Regions from separate parts of the Rattus norvegicus genome. Here region 1 is linked to region 2. The links are chromatin contacts, called in public Hi-C maps. All regions are on one chromosome and are shown on one strand. The core of a region is the stretch at or near the end of the contact, and the rest is flanking DNA. Distances in the headings are between cores, read along the strand shown. Region 1 has its middle 20 kb from the start of Nenf. Region 2 has its middle 28 kb from the start of Batf3.

The links. Hi-C and Micro-C count contacts between places; a contact is called where the count stands out from the background.
Region 1: a Hi-C map of the A7r5 cell line shows a contact between it and region 2, with 2.0 times the contacts expected there. The contact joins two enhancer-like sites. A contact is called at or near these places in 3 of 12 Hi-C or Micro-C datasets (the A7r5 cell line, the Rat2 cell line and mammary epithelial cells).

What each region holds. Positions count from the first base shown.
Region 1 is chr13:105,403,080-105,409,010 of GRCr8, reverse strand. No RefSeq gene overlaps it. Among named protein-coding and RNA genes, the nearest start is that of Nenf, 20 kb to the left of the region's middle. Within about 2 kb of position 3,335, at least 47 of the 93 cell types and tissues checked have an H3K27ac peak or open chromatin away from gene starts, as enhancers often do. A contact at or near this core is called in the A7r5 cell line, where this site is marked.
Region 2 is chr13:105,245,362-105,251,322 of GRCr8, reverse strand. No RefSeq gene overlaps it. Among named protein-coding and RNA genes, the nearest start is that of Batf3, 28 kb to the right of the region's middle. Within about 2 kb of position 3,677, at least 21 of the 93 cell types and tissues checked have an H3K27ac peak or open chromatin away from gene starts, as enhancers often do. A contact at or near this core is called in the A7r5 cell line, where this site is marked.

The sequences.
Region 1 (5,931 bases), core at 2,086-4,585, 160 kb before region 2:
TCCATCACGAATCCCTGCCATGGTGTATGCCTACCCTGGGCCCCCGGGGTGCTCACTTTTACAAGCTCCAGCTTATCAGTAAAGTTACAGTTCAAAAAGAAAAACTCTGGGGCTGGAGAAATGCTCAGTGGACAAAAAACTTGCTGTGCAAACACAAGGACCTGAGTTGGAGCCTCAGCCCCCACACAACCAGCATACGAATATATGTAGCCCTGTATACACACATACATACACATACATACATACACATGCACACACACACATACACACACTTACATATACATACACATGCATACATATACTCACATACATCCACACACATACATATACACAACCAGCATATGAATATATGTAGCCCTGTATACACACACACACATACACACACAGAGACACACACACACATACACACACATATACACACATACACATATACACACACACATATACATACATATACACAACAGAATCTGGGGGCCCACTGGCTATCGAGTTTAGTCGATCAGTGAGCTCTGGGTCTGTCAGGGAGGCCAACCCAAGTAGCCTTTGAAGGACTGCCAGGCCTAGACAAGCCTCCCCAAGGCAGGGGTGTGTGTCCAACCAGGAGAACCGGGGCACGGGTCTCAACCTGCAGTGAGCAGAAGTCTCTCAGGTGACTCAGGCCTGTAGGTGCGAGGCTACCTTGAAGACCCAGCCTGGCACCAAAACCTATGTCTGAGTAGCTCTGTTGACTAGATCAGGCTGTGACCTCTGGGAGAAAGAAACCTTGTGCTAACAGAACCTGAAGCTGTGTGTGTGTGTGTGTGTGTGTGTGTGTGTGTGTGTGTGTGTGTGTCTGTCTGTCTGTCTGTCTGTCTGTCTGTCTGTCTGTTTGTCTGTCTGTCTGTCAGTGTCTTGTACCTGGGGCAGGAGCCACACTTGCCTTCAAGGGTCTGTGGTCTGAGCCCTTTGCCTACTCACTGACAGTGGGCAGTGGGGAAGGCAGTGCTCAGGGTTGTCAGTTCTTGAGGGAGTCACATGGGCAGGCTGAGACTAGAGACTCTGACGATGCCCTGTCCTGCCTAAGAAACACAGGGATCCAGGTGGCCCATACACGCCAGGCACAATCTGTGACCTGCTGGGACCCTTGAGGAAGGACTCAGTCTTTGCCTCCACAAACATGGAGGCACCACCCCGACACTCCATTGGGGTTCTGCTCTGAAACTGTCAGTGTGCTTTGAAAATGCCCCATGCCGTGGACACCCGGTGCTTCCCCAGCCCTGGTGCTGTGGCAGGAAACTGGAGAGCTGTCCGTCAGCTGTGGTTGGGATTCACTCAGCGGTCAGCTTCCCCCTGCTCTGAGTAGGTGTCTAGGGTTTGTGGGAATGCAATGGGTGACCTGGATACCTGGCTCTGAGAAAGGCTGGGCTTTTCTGCTGGACACAACCCACATTCTTCTGCCAAGCCCGGGGCTTGATCCAGTTTCTTCCAGTGGAGCAGAGCCAGCATGGCCTGTTTAGACCAGAATGGTCAGCAGAGCACGAGGCTCAGAATAGGGTGCCTTCCATACCTGGGAACTCAGTAGTGCTAGGTCGGAAAATGTCCCCCAAGGGGCTGAAAAGAGGCAGGTGGCAAGTAGGGAGCTGGACATGGTGTGTGAGTGGCCTGCTAAGGTGTGTAAAAGAACAGGTTTGCAGCACCATGGCGGGAGCTTGGAACAGGCAGTTCTGTTCTCCACTGTTCTTCTGACTGCCCCACCGGATCTCACCAGTCCCTCTCTCCCACTCTCCCTTCCACCAGGGCCAGAAGGAAGGCCTCTAGCTCAGGGGAAGGTGAAGAAGTGGCCCATGTCCCTTCTACCAGCAGGCGCGTCTGTGCAATTCCTCAGGGCAGTTCCAGTCTCCAACTCTAAGTACATAAAAGTATTTGTTGCACGTGGGCTCCAGTGACTGAGATTCTGAAATAATCCTCAGCCAGGAGCAACATCAAGTCTTGGAGCACAACTGTACTACCTGGTTTTATAATCGTGTGTTCAGAACAGAGTTGTCTTCCTAGATAAGCAAGGCTGTGGATTGACATGGAGCTGAGCTGGATTGACAGATCCTAGTGTCCTAGCGCCGTCAGTGGGGTTGGGAGGGTGTTTACAGGGAGGCAGGAGAGTATAGAAAGGGTGTGGAGAAGTGAGCTGGCACTGGGCTGAGTGAAAAGGAATGATCTGAAGGGCAGGAGCCAAGCCATTGTCTCCTTTGGATAGAAGTCTTTTTCTCTGGGTTAATAAAAACCTATTTGAAGGGCTGTGGATGTGTAGGAAGGGCTAGGGCTCTCTCTCTCTCTCTCTCTCTCTCTCTCTCTCTCTCTCTCTCTCTGTGTGTGTGTGTGTGTGTGTGTGTGTGTGTGTGTGTGTGTGAGTCAGTCAGGAAGAAAAGGAATTCATACACACTTATGCCTCAGCTCACATCCTCCAGGGCCCCTGCCTAGTGTTCCCACAGTAGACCCACCTTTCCACCTCCATTAAGGTAATCAAGACAGTCCTACCTCCCACCAAGGCCAACCGGATCTAGAAAACCGTTCACAGAGATTCTTGCCAAGTTAGACTACCTTGTATCATTTTGACATTTAAAAAAGTATCACAGGGCTCAGAGATAGCTCAGCTGTTAAAGGCTAGGCTCACCTCTGTGTTTGTTCTTCTTGGTCTCATTAATGTGTGAACACTAACATCCTCCCTACTGTGCTGCTCTGTGTATGTGAAGGGCAGTGCTGGGCTGGTATGGAACATTGTATCCATCAGCACAGCTGGCCCACACAAGTGGGGTAGGGTTCTCACTAGTGGCAGTCACCTGCAGCATCCTGCTTTATATCTCTGGTTAAGATTTCCTCATATATAAAATGGGACCATCACACTGTCACCGACGGGAATGAGGCAGGGTCTCACTTGTCCTGGGTGCCCTGCCCTCTCTGCACTTGGCCTTGAAAAGAACTGTGTGAGCAGTTGCTCATATTGGTGGGCTGTGTCTCCTCTGTGCTGGAGACCCCGGGTGTGATGTAGAATTTAGAGCATAGGACCACATTCAGCCTCCACCTGTCAACCTCTTCTCCAAATTCTCCCACCCTGATTCTTGACCTGATTACCTATGTCCCCAGAGCTGCCCTATAACCTCCTTGGTCACCTGTCAGCCACTTGGGACAGAGGCAGAGGGCCCCTTGTTCCTCCTAGGAGGAGCTGGGTCTGCCCTGGGAGGGGGATACCCCATGCGTCACTTAAGTGCTGGGCTGCCCAGCTTCAGGCCAGTGTATGCGAGTGCCCATGCCAGGCAGGCTCAGATGAATCACTTCTGTTCCATGTGGTCACCCTGGCTGGCAACAGAGGCCCTGTGTGCTTCTGTGTGTGGTTTCTTTCCATTCCGTGAGTCAGAAGGCACCAGTCACTGGCCATGTGATGCCGTAGTCTCCTGCCAAGGAACAGTGGCAAAGAATTTCTGGAAAACCCTGGAAGGATGGGGAGGGCAGCTCTGGTTGCCAGAAAGGAGCCTGAGCTGAGAGGGCTGGATGCAATCTCGTGAGGCCAAAGGCCCTCGCAGTTGGCAGTAGCTGCTGGGTGAAGGGTCAAACCAGGTTTCCCTGTGGTGGGCTAGCATGACCATTTGGTCTAATTATAAGCAGAAAGCTTTTTTTAAAATGTAAAAACCTTGGTAATTTAAGAACTATAAAAAGGAAGAATTGTCCTCAGAAGACACTTTTTATTTATTAATTTCTTTAGTATTGGCCTTTATAAAAAAGGATAAAGAAAAAGGAGGAGGAGTGGGAGGAGGAAGGGGAGAAGAAGAAGGAGGAGGAGGAGGAAGAGGAGGAGGAGGAAGAGGAAGGGGAAGAAGGGGAAGTGGAAGAAGAAAAGAAAGAGGAGGAAGAAGAGGAGGAGGAAGAGGAGGAGGAGGAGGAGGAGGAGATAATGATTAGACTGTCTTGTTCTGGAACTCACTGTGTAGACCAGGCTGACCTCAAGCTCACAGAGATCTGCCTACCTCTGCCTCCTGAGTGCTAGGATTAAAAGCATGGGCCACTACACCTGGCTGATTTATTATTTCTTTAATTGCGTGTATATGTATGGGTATATGCACATGTGTACAGGTGATTGCAGAAGTCAGAAGCATCAGGTACCCCAGAAAACTGAAGTTACAGCCGGCTGTGGGCCACCTGGCATAGGTGCTTGGAGTTGATCTGTAGTCCTCTTCAAGAGCAATGTTTTCTTGCCAACAAGCCAGCTCTCCAGCCTCTAGTTTTTTGGCATTTTGAAATAGGTCTTACTGTGAGCCAGGCTGGTCTCAAGGCTACTACGTAGCTCGAGCTGCATGTCCCTACTGAGAGTGGGTATGGAGAGCTTCTAGACTCCGTTTATGGAGTGCTGGGATTACAGACCTGCACAACCACAGACACTGTTCCGGCTTACCAAGATGTTTCCTGTGCATACTGAGTGTCACCTGCTTGCCTCTGGACCATCATACTGCTGGACACTGCCCGAGTCTGGTCTTGATCCTGCCTGAAGCCTGGGATACTGTGACTCTAGGTCCCTAGGATGGCAGTCAGCAAGTCAGGGCCTCGGTTCCTGTGCTCCCTGGTCCCTGGAGGTATTTAAAAGGCTAAACGAGGGGTTGGGGATTTAGCTCAGTGGTAGAGCGCTTGCCTAGGAAGCGCAAGGCCCTGGGTTCGGTCCCCAGCTCCAAAAAAAAAAAGAACAACAACAACAAAAAAAGGCTAAATGAGTCTCAACCAAATAAGAGAAGACCCTTTGCTCAGAGCCCCAGGATTTACCACACCATCCCTGAGAGTCTATAGGTGTCTGGTTCCACATAAGGACTGATGGTGAGGACTCACATTCTGGCATTCTGGCCTGGGGGTGGTATTCCTTAGGGAGTTATGATAAATGAACTACCCAGTCTATTCCTTATTTAACTGTAACTGTGGCCATGTATGTATGTGTGTGCATATGTAAGTGTGTGTGTAGTATCTTGTGTGTGGTGTGTGATAAGTATACGTGGCTTTGTTCATGTGTATACCTGTGGAGTACGTGTATCTTTGTGGTATGTGGTATGTATGTGGAACGTGGTGGTTTGAGGTAGAATGTGTGGGTGAGGCAGGTATTTGGGGGTTTGGTCCCCGGTTGGTTGAGCTGCTTGGGGCGGCTCTGGAGCCTGTGGGTGGGTGGCAGAGGACTTCTGGGGGACGTCCATTACTGAGTGGGCACTGGGAGTTTCTAGCCTCACTGGCTCTTCTTGCCTTGTAGCTACTGTTGAAGATGTGATCTCTCCACTTCCTGTTCCTGTGGCCATGCCTGCTGCTTGCTGCTGCCCCTCCCTGCCAGGCTGGACTCCAGCCCTCTGGGATCGCAGGCTTAAACAAACCCTTGGTCATGCTTCTATCCCAACAACTAAAGGTTTTGATAACAGGGTTACAGTACAGAACAGTATTCAGTCCTTAGCGGGGTTTTCTTCTTGTTGTTTGTTTTACAAGATAAGGTTTTTCCACGTAGCCCTGGATGCCCTGGAACTCACTCCATAGACCAGGCTAGCCTCGAACTTCAGAGATCTGCCTGCCTCTGTTTCCTGAGTTGTGGGATAAAGATGTGCACCACCAGGCCTGGCCAGTCTTTAGTGATTAATTAATCAATCCGTTGGCCAGTTCAACAAGAAAGCTGCCCACACAATGAGGCTTCAGCCATGGCTGATGATGTGGTTTAAGGTTCAGGATGGCAACAAGTAAGAGGGGGACAAGGGTGACATGGGTGACAAGGGTGACAAGGGTGGGTTTGTATTGTCAATTTGGCCGGATTTAGAATCACCTAAGAGACGTGCCTCTGGGTATGGGTGGTATTTCCAGAGTTAAGAGTGGACTGAAGAGACCCTGAATGTGGGTGGCACCCTCCATGGGTTGAGGTCCTAGACTGAAAAAGGGAGGGAGGGC
Region 2 (5,961 bases), core at 2,428-4,927:
ACACCTTCACTAATGACAGGCATCTATTGGTCCGCCTTACGCTGCATTACTGAGCTCCCTCTGTCATGACTCCACGGAGAGAAACACACCAGAAGGCTCTTGGCAGTATACTGGCCACTTCTTAACCACTTCTGAAGACTTGGGTCAATCAGCAGAGTGGTGTCAGCTGACACAGACTCACAGGGAGTTTTGCTAAGGCAGACTCACATGGTGAGGCAAGCCCGCAGGAGGACGCATGTTTGGAGGGAGTATAAATAGAACCCAATGGCAGCTCGCAGAGCTAGCTTTGCAGTGCCTTGTATCTTTGCTGATCTTTGCTTTGTTGAGAGAAGCATGTCAGAGAACTTCTCCTGGCGTCCCGTCCCCAGCGGTCCTGGCCACTCCCACTGATTCCTGTCAGTTTGGCTGAAGTCTGGCTGTCTCTGCTAGGTCGCGCCACCACTGCTGATTCCTGTTTCCCAGCTCTGCTGGACTGGATGGCTGATACATTTGTGAAGTATTTGCAAGTGGATCAAGCCGCTGCTGACCTGTGAACTGAACTGCTACTTTCCTGACAACACAGAAGGGATTTGCTCCAAAGAACCTTTCTAAACAGGTCACCTCCCCATATCCTAATAACCTTTCATTTCCATTACTTCTGGTGGGTGGGTGGGCTAGAAGGGGAGTTAAAGCACTTAAGAGCCTCGTTAAAGTTAGGGTTGAGAAAAATTTAAACTTACAGTTGAGAACCACTGGGTTAGATCCCACAGCCTTCACTTAACTAGATCTGGGTGAGCAGCTGGTGTTCTCTCTCTCTCTCTCTCTCTCTCTCTCTCTCCTTGATTTTTTCTTTATCCCCTTTATCCAGTCTCTTTATCCTCTTATCACCCTACTGTGCCCGCCGTACTTAGTTCTGTGGGTATTCTTTAAGCATATTTATTTTTTATCTTATGTGTATGAGTGTTTGCCTGACTATGTCTATGTACCACGTGAAAACAGATGCCTGCAGAGGCCAGAAGAAGGCATTAGATCCCCAGAGGCTAGAGTTACAGATGGTTGTGAGCCACTGTATGGATCCTGAGCTGAGAGTAGCAATTGGGTCCAGAAACCGGCCAGTGCACTTAATCACTGAGCCATCTCTCCAGTCCCTGGTTTTGTTGTTGTTGTTTATTTGTTTGGGGGTTTTTTGGGGGAAGGGCGGATAGGGCCTCATTATGTAGCTGGATAGAACTGGAACTAAGTATGACCCCCTGCCTCAGCCTCTGGAGTGTCGAGATTAACATAACAGCAAGCTAATTAGATATGACAAATATTTAGTTCTGTGATGACCTCTTTTTTTTTTTTTTTGGTTCTTTTTTTCGGAGCTGGGGACCGAACCCAGGGCCTTGCGCTTCCTAGGTAAGCACTCTACCACTGAGCTAAATCCCCAGCCCCCTGTGATGACCTCTTAAACTGGGAAATAAGAAGGTGTCTTTGCTTCTTTGCAATAGTCTCAGGGTCTCCGTCTGTCTACCTGTGGTAATAACTGAGTGATGACATCACCAAGGATTTTGCATTCTTAAGACTGCAGGTATTTTTCCAGACTGGGCTTTGCAGTAAACCTGCCTCAGGGCCTTACTGTAACACCCTTCACAGATGAGCACCCTGAGGCCTAGGCAGGTCAAAGGCTACGACTCAAAAACAGGGCTCTGGCTCGCCCCTCTATACTTATGCCAGTCGCGTGGGGGAGTGTAGTTCTCAAAGCCAACCCTGGTTTGTGGCCTGGAGCTGGGGCACCCAAGCCACACACACCCTCTGGGCCCTGGCTGGGCCAGATGTGTCCGCCAGAGGCCACCAGGGGGCGCTGCAATGCCGGCGACTCCCGGGTGAGGTCCACGCCTGTTCCACGGACCCAGCCTCAGCTCCTGGAGCCGGCAACTTGAGGCGGACAGGGCAGAAGCTGGGAGATCGCTTGGCCCCGGGCAGCGCAGACCTCAGCCGCAGCTCAAGCCCTGGTCCAGGCAGGCTTCTCGACGCTCGGGGAGTCGGGGTACTGAGCCTCGGAGTCAGGGGTGCTGCGCCCCGGGCAGACCTCCTTCCTCTTTTCCAGTCATAGGCTCCGTATGTGAACTCGTTTGCATCTCTGCGGGCTTTAAATGTTGCACAACTCCACGGAAGAAGAAACTCTGCCACAAGGCCCGTTCCTATTGGTACGTCCACGTTCATATTGGATAAATTATTAGAAATGGGCTGACCCTTGCACGAAGCCCCGGGTTTCTTCCCCTCTCTCCCCAAACAAACAAGCAAATAAGAGTAAAGCTTTGAGCCAGCCTGCTGCCTTGTCTCCCAAAGTCCTCCATCCTGGCGCTTCATCTTGCACTGACCAGTGAGTGCAAGGACTTGGTGCCGCTCTCCCTGCTTCCCAGCTGAAGGCAGTTCTGAAAAGAGCTGCAACATCCCCCCCCCCCCATGCAGGGGGAGAACACAGGCAGATTCGGGGGTGAGGGTTAAAACATCAGGTTCTGTTTCTACTCAGCACAGGAGAGACTGCGCCCCTGCAAAAGCAGTTTGCACAGAGTAGAACTCAGTTTACCATAGAGCGGAATTCTCACTTCTGCTGTGCAGGGGTCCCACAGGGAAAGCGCAGATGCACATGGGTGTGTGGATGTGCATGTGTGTGTGCCTGTGGGGTGTGTGCATGTGTGTGTTCCTGTGTGTGTGTGTGTGTGTGCTATGTGACTGCCAATGCACGTGGGTGTGCATGCAGAAGTCAGAGATCAACTTTGTCATCCTTAGATACTGTCCAGCTCTTTAGTTTTGTTTTGTTTTTGTTGTTGTTGTTGTTTTAAGACAGAATTACTAGCTGGATGGATGGATCCCAGAAATCTATACTGACTGGCCAGCTAGCTCTGAGGGTGGCCTCCCCATGCACCCATGCCTCTTACACCTTGAGGTCTGGTTCTCCCTCAGCATCCCTGTCTTGCACTAGCCTGTGTCTGGCTTGCAGTGTACAATCGTGCTGTGTATGTTGACCAGTCAGCTGACACACTGGCTCTCACACTGTATCACACTGTACCAAGTTGAACCTCAGCTGGGTCTTAAAGGGAGCAGAATCACACTGGATTCTGTCAGAGGGCCATGCTGAGGCTCATTATAACGCTAACCACATATGCAAATGAGCATCGGAGGTGAGGGTAGAAAGTGCCTCTGGTTTGTCTAGTAAGGCTTCCTGGTGGTCGGGTGAAGGGCTCGAGCCTTCACGAAGCTGGTGAAGAAGCGGGGTAGGGGTGGGGGTGGAGAGTGTGGTTTCAGGCCATGGCTCACCCTTTACTGGTTCAGGTCTTCACTTGAGTCATCCCAGAATTCCCCTGACAGCCACTGGGAACATTCCAGAGTGTGACATCTCTCAGGAAACAAGCTCAATTCCTGGAAATGTCACCCCACCAGTCTTTCTTAGAAACCATACATGCCAGCAGCTGGGATGAGTGGCAGAGGTCAGGGTAATCCGCCGGGGTCTACAGAAGCCTGGCTCCCGACTGCCTGTCAGAAAGGTCCCTCAAAGACTGCTCCTCGGGAAGCCACAGTCAAGTGAGAAATGTGTGCTGCCAGGGACAGTAGGAGTCCTGGCTTTTCCATGGCTGAGCCCACTGATCTCTGAGTTCCTAGCCTTTCTTCTTCCCTCCAGGGACCTAGAGAGGGACATTGAAGCCAGCAAGGGTTCTGACTCATTTACTGTGAACTCATCGAGATGTTTGGCAAGAGCCCGTGGGCGTCTTGGGAGAACTCTTGGTTCACCTTTATTTCTTTCTATTGCGCTTTTTTTTTTCTTGAAATAGCAAGTCTGGTTTTACCAAAAATAGATGGAAAGACCAGAGTATTATTGCATCAGAGCATCAGAAGAAACAAAGAATTGTCCTTTGTTTCCTGCTTTTGTGTGTGTGTGTCTGTGTGTGTGTGTGTGTGTGTGTGTGTGTGTGCAGGGATCCTGCTTCTGTCTTCTATTGAATGATAGCATTTCTGGCACACATGGCTTCTTTTATTTTTTAAAACCTGGGTTCTAGGGTTTCACACTCAAGTGCTCCTGCTGGCTCAGCAAACATTTTACCAACCAAGGCATCTGAGATCTCCAGCCCTAGTCTCTTATTTTAAACTTTCATAGGAGCTGGGAACTGAGGAGAGACAAACACAGAAGGTGAGAGCTGAGGCAGTAGAAACAGTGTGAGGGACAGGAATTCACAGCTTGGCAGAGAAAGGTTGAAACCCAATTTCAAAACTGCCTTTAGGCAGTGTGTGGTGACAGGGCCTTTTAATCACTGCATTTAGCAGAGGCAGGTAGATCTCTGTGAGTTTGAGGCCAGCTTGGTCTATATCAAATGTTTCAGGTAAGCCAGAGCTACATAGTAACTCTCAAAAACAAACAAAATGACAACAGCCTCCCTTTGTGTTTTCTTCTTTCCTATTTCACAGCAAAGCCCCATGTCTTTGAGATGTCTGTTTCTACTCCACCACTCTCGGCTGAGGCCATGTGAAAGCTTATGTGAGCACCTTGCATCACAGGATAAACACGAGGCTGCTCTCTGTCCCTTCAGGACGGTGAGTGATTGACTGATATTCAATCTCCGGGAGGTCATGTCCACCAACAATAAGCTATCTGCCCAGGAGGCCAGGAGAGACCATCTCATTTCCTCCATTTGCACTGAAACCTCAGGCATTGCGGTGTGGTTTCCATGGAGCAGAACAGTGGTTTGCAAACAGAGCTCAGAGCCAAGGTTCAGAAAAGATGGGCCAAGAGGCAAGCGGGGCAGGGTTGGCACATATATTTATACTATGGTTCTAGAAACTTCCTGAAAAGTGAGGGTGAACTTGAGGGACAAGTTTATTTATTTACTTACTCCCCGCCTAGTTCAGAAATGGCTCAAGGTTGTGTGCAATGTGCAAAATGCAGCTAGATTCTTTTTTAAAGGAAAAAAACCCAAACAAATTAGCCGGGTTGGTGGATCTGAAAGACTATCAGTTTGGAGACTATCAGTCTGAGCTACACATTAAGACACGTGCACACACACACACACACACACACACACACACACACACACACACACACACACATACACGGTGGGAAATAGAAAGAATGTGTTATGATTAACCTTCATTGTCAACTGGATTCTGGGAGACTCACCTCTGGGCGTGTGTCAGCGTTTCCAGAGGGGTTTTACTGAGAAGGGAAGACCTCCTTTCTTGGGTGGCTTCAGTTTGCTTTTGTCATGATGAGAAAAGCAACTCAAACAGAATGTAAAACACTGATTGGGAAATTCGGACGTCCTTGTGATAAGGTTCAGGGGGAAAGCCAGGCTTGAAAGCAGGGTTGCAGCTGGTGGGCAAAGTTCGCAGAAGGGTCAAGTGGGCCAGTTGCTTCTCTCAGAAAGCAAGGACACTCTGGGGAGGGCCCTGAGCTCTCTGTGGATGTATAGTCTTCTGGAGCAAGCACATTCTCCTCCATCTTGCCACCATCCTTGTCCTTACAGGCTGCACGTGGCCACACATCCTTTCCACATGAGCAGACACAGTCTACCCCCTTTACCCTTTAATAGTAATTCAGTCAGCTTACCTAGATGGAAACTTGCCTAGGAGATCGGTGAGGCACAGTTGAGTGTTTCTGGTGAGTTTTCAGAGGTCATGAAGGTTAAGAGGCCGTTACCATCAAGGCAAACATGGTGGTAGCAGTGGCTTGAGAGCTCACAGCTCAAAGTGCAAATGGGGAGCAGAGGGAATGGGGATGTCAAAGCCCACCTCCAGGGACACAGTTCCCACAGCAAAGCCATACCTCCTAAGCCTCCCCCAAAGGCCTCACCACCTAGGGATAGAGAATTCAAATACTCACTCAAACCACACACTCATAGTGTGGACAACTTTTCTTTGTGCAAGACCTCCCTGCCTAAGCTACTTGGGTCTGGCCAACATGGATGGAGCCTTTCAAACTGAGTTAAAACACATCTTTCTTCCTTT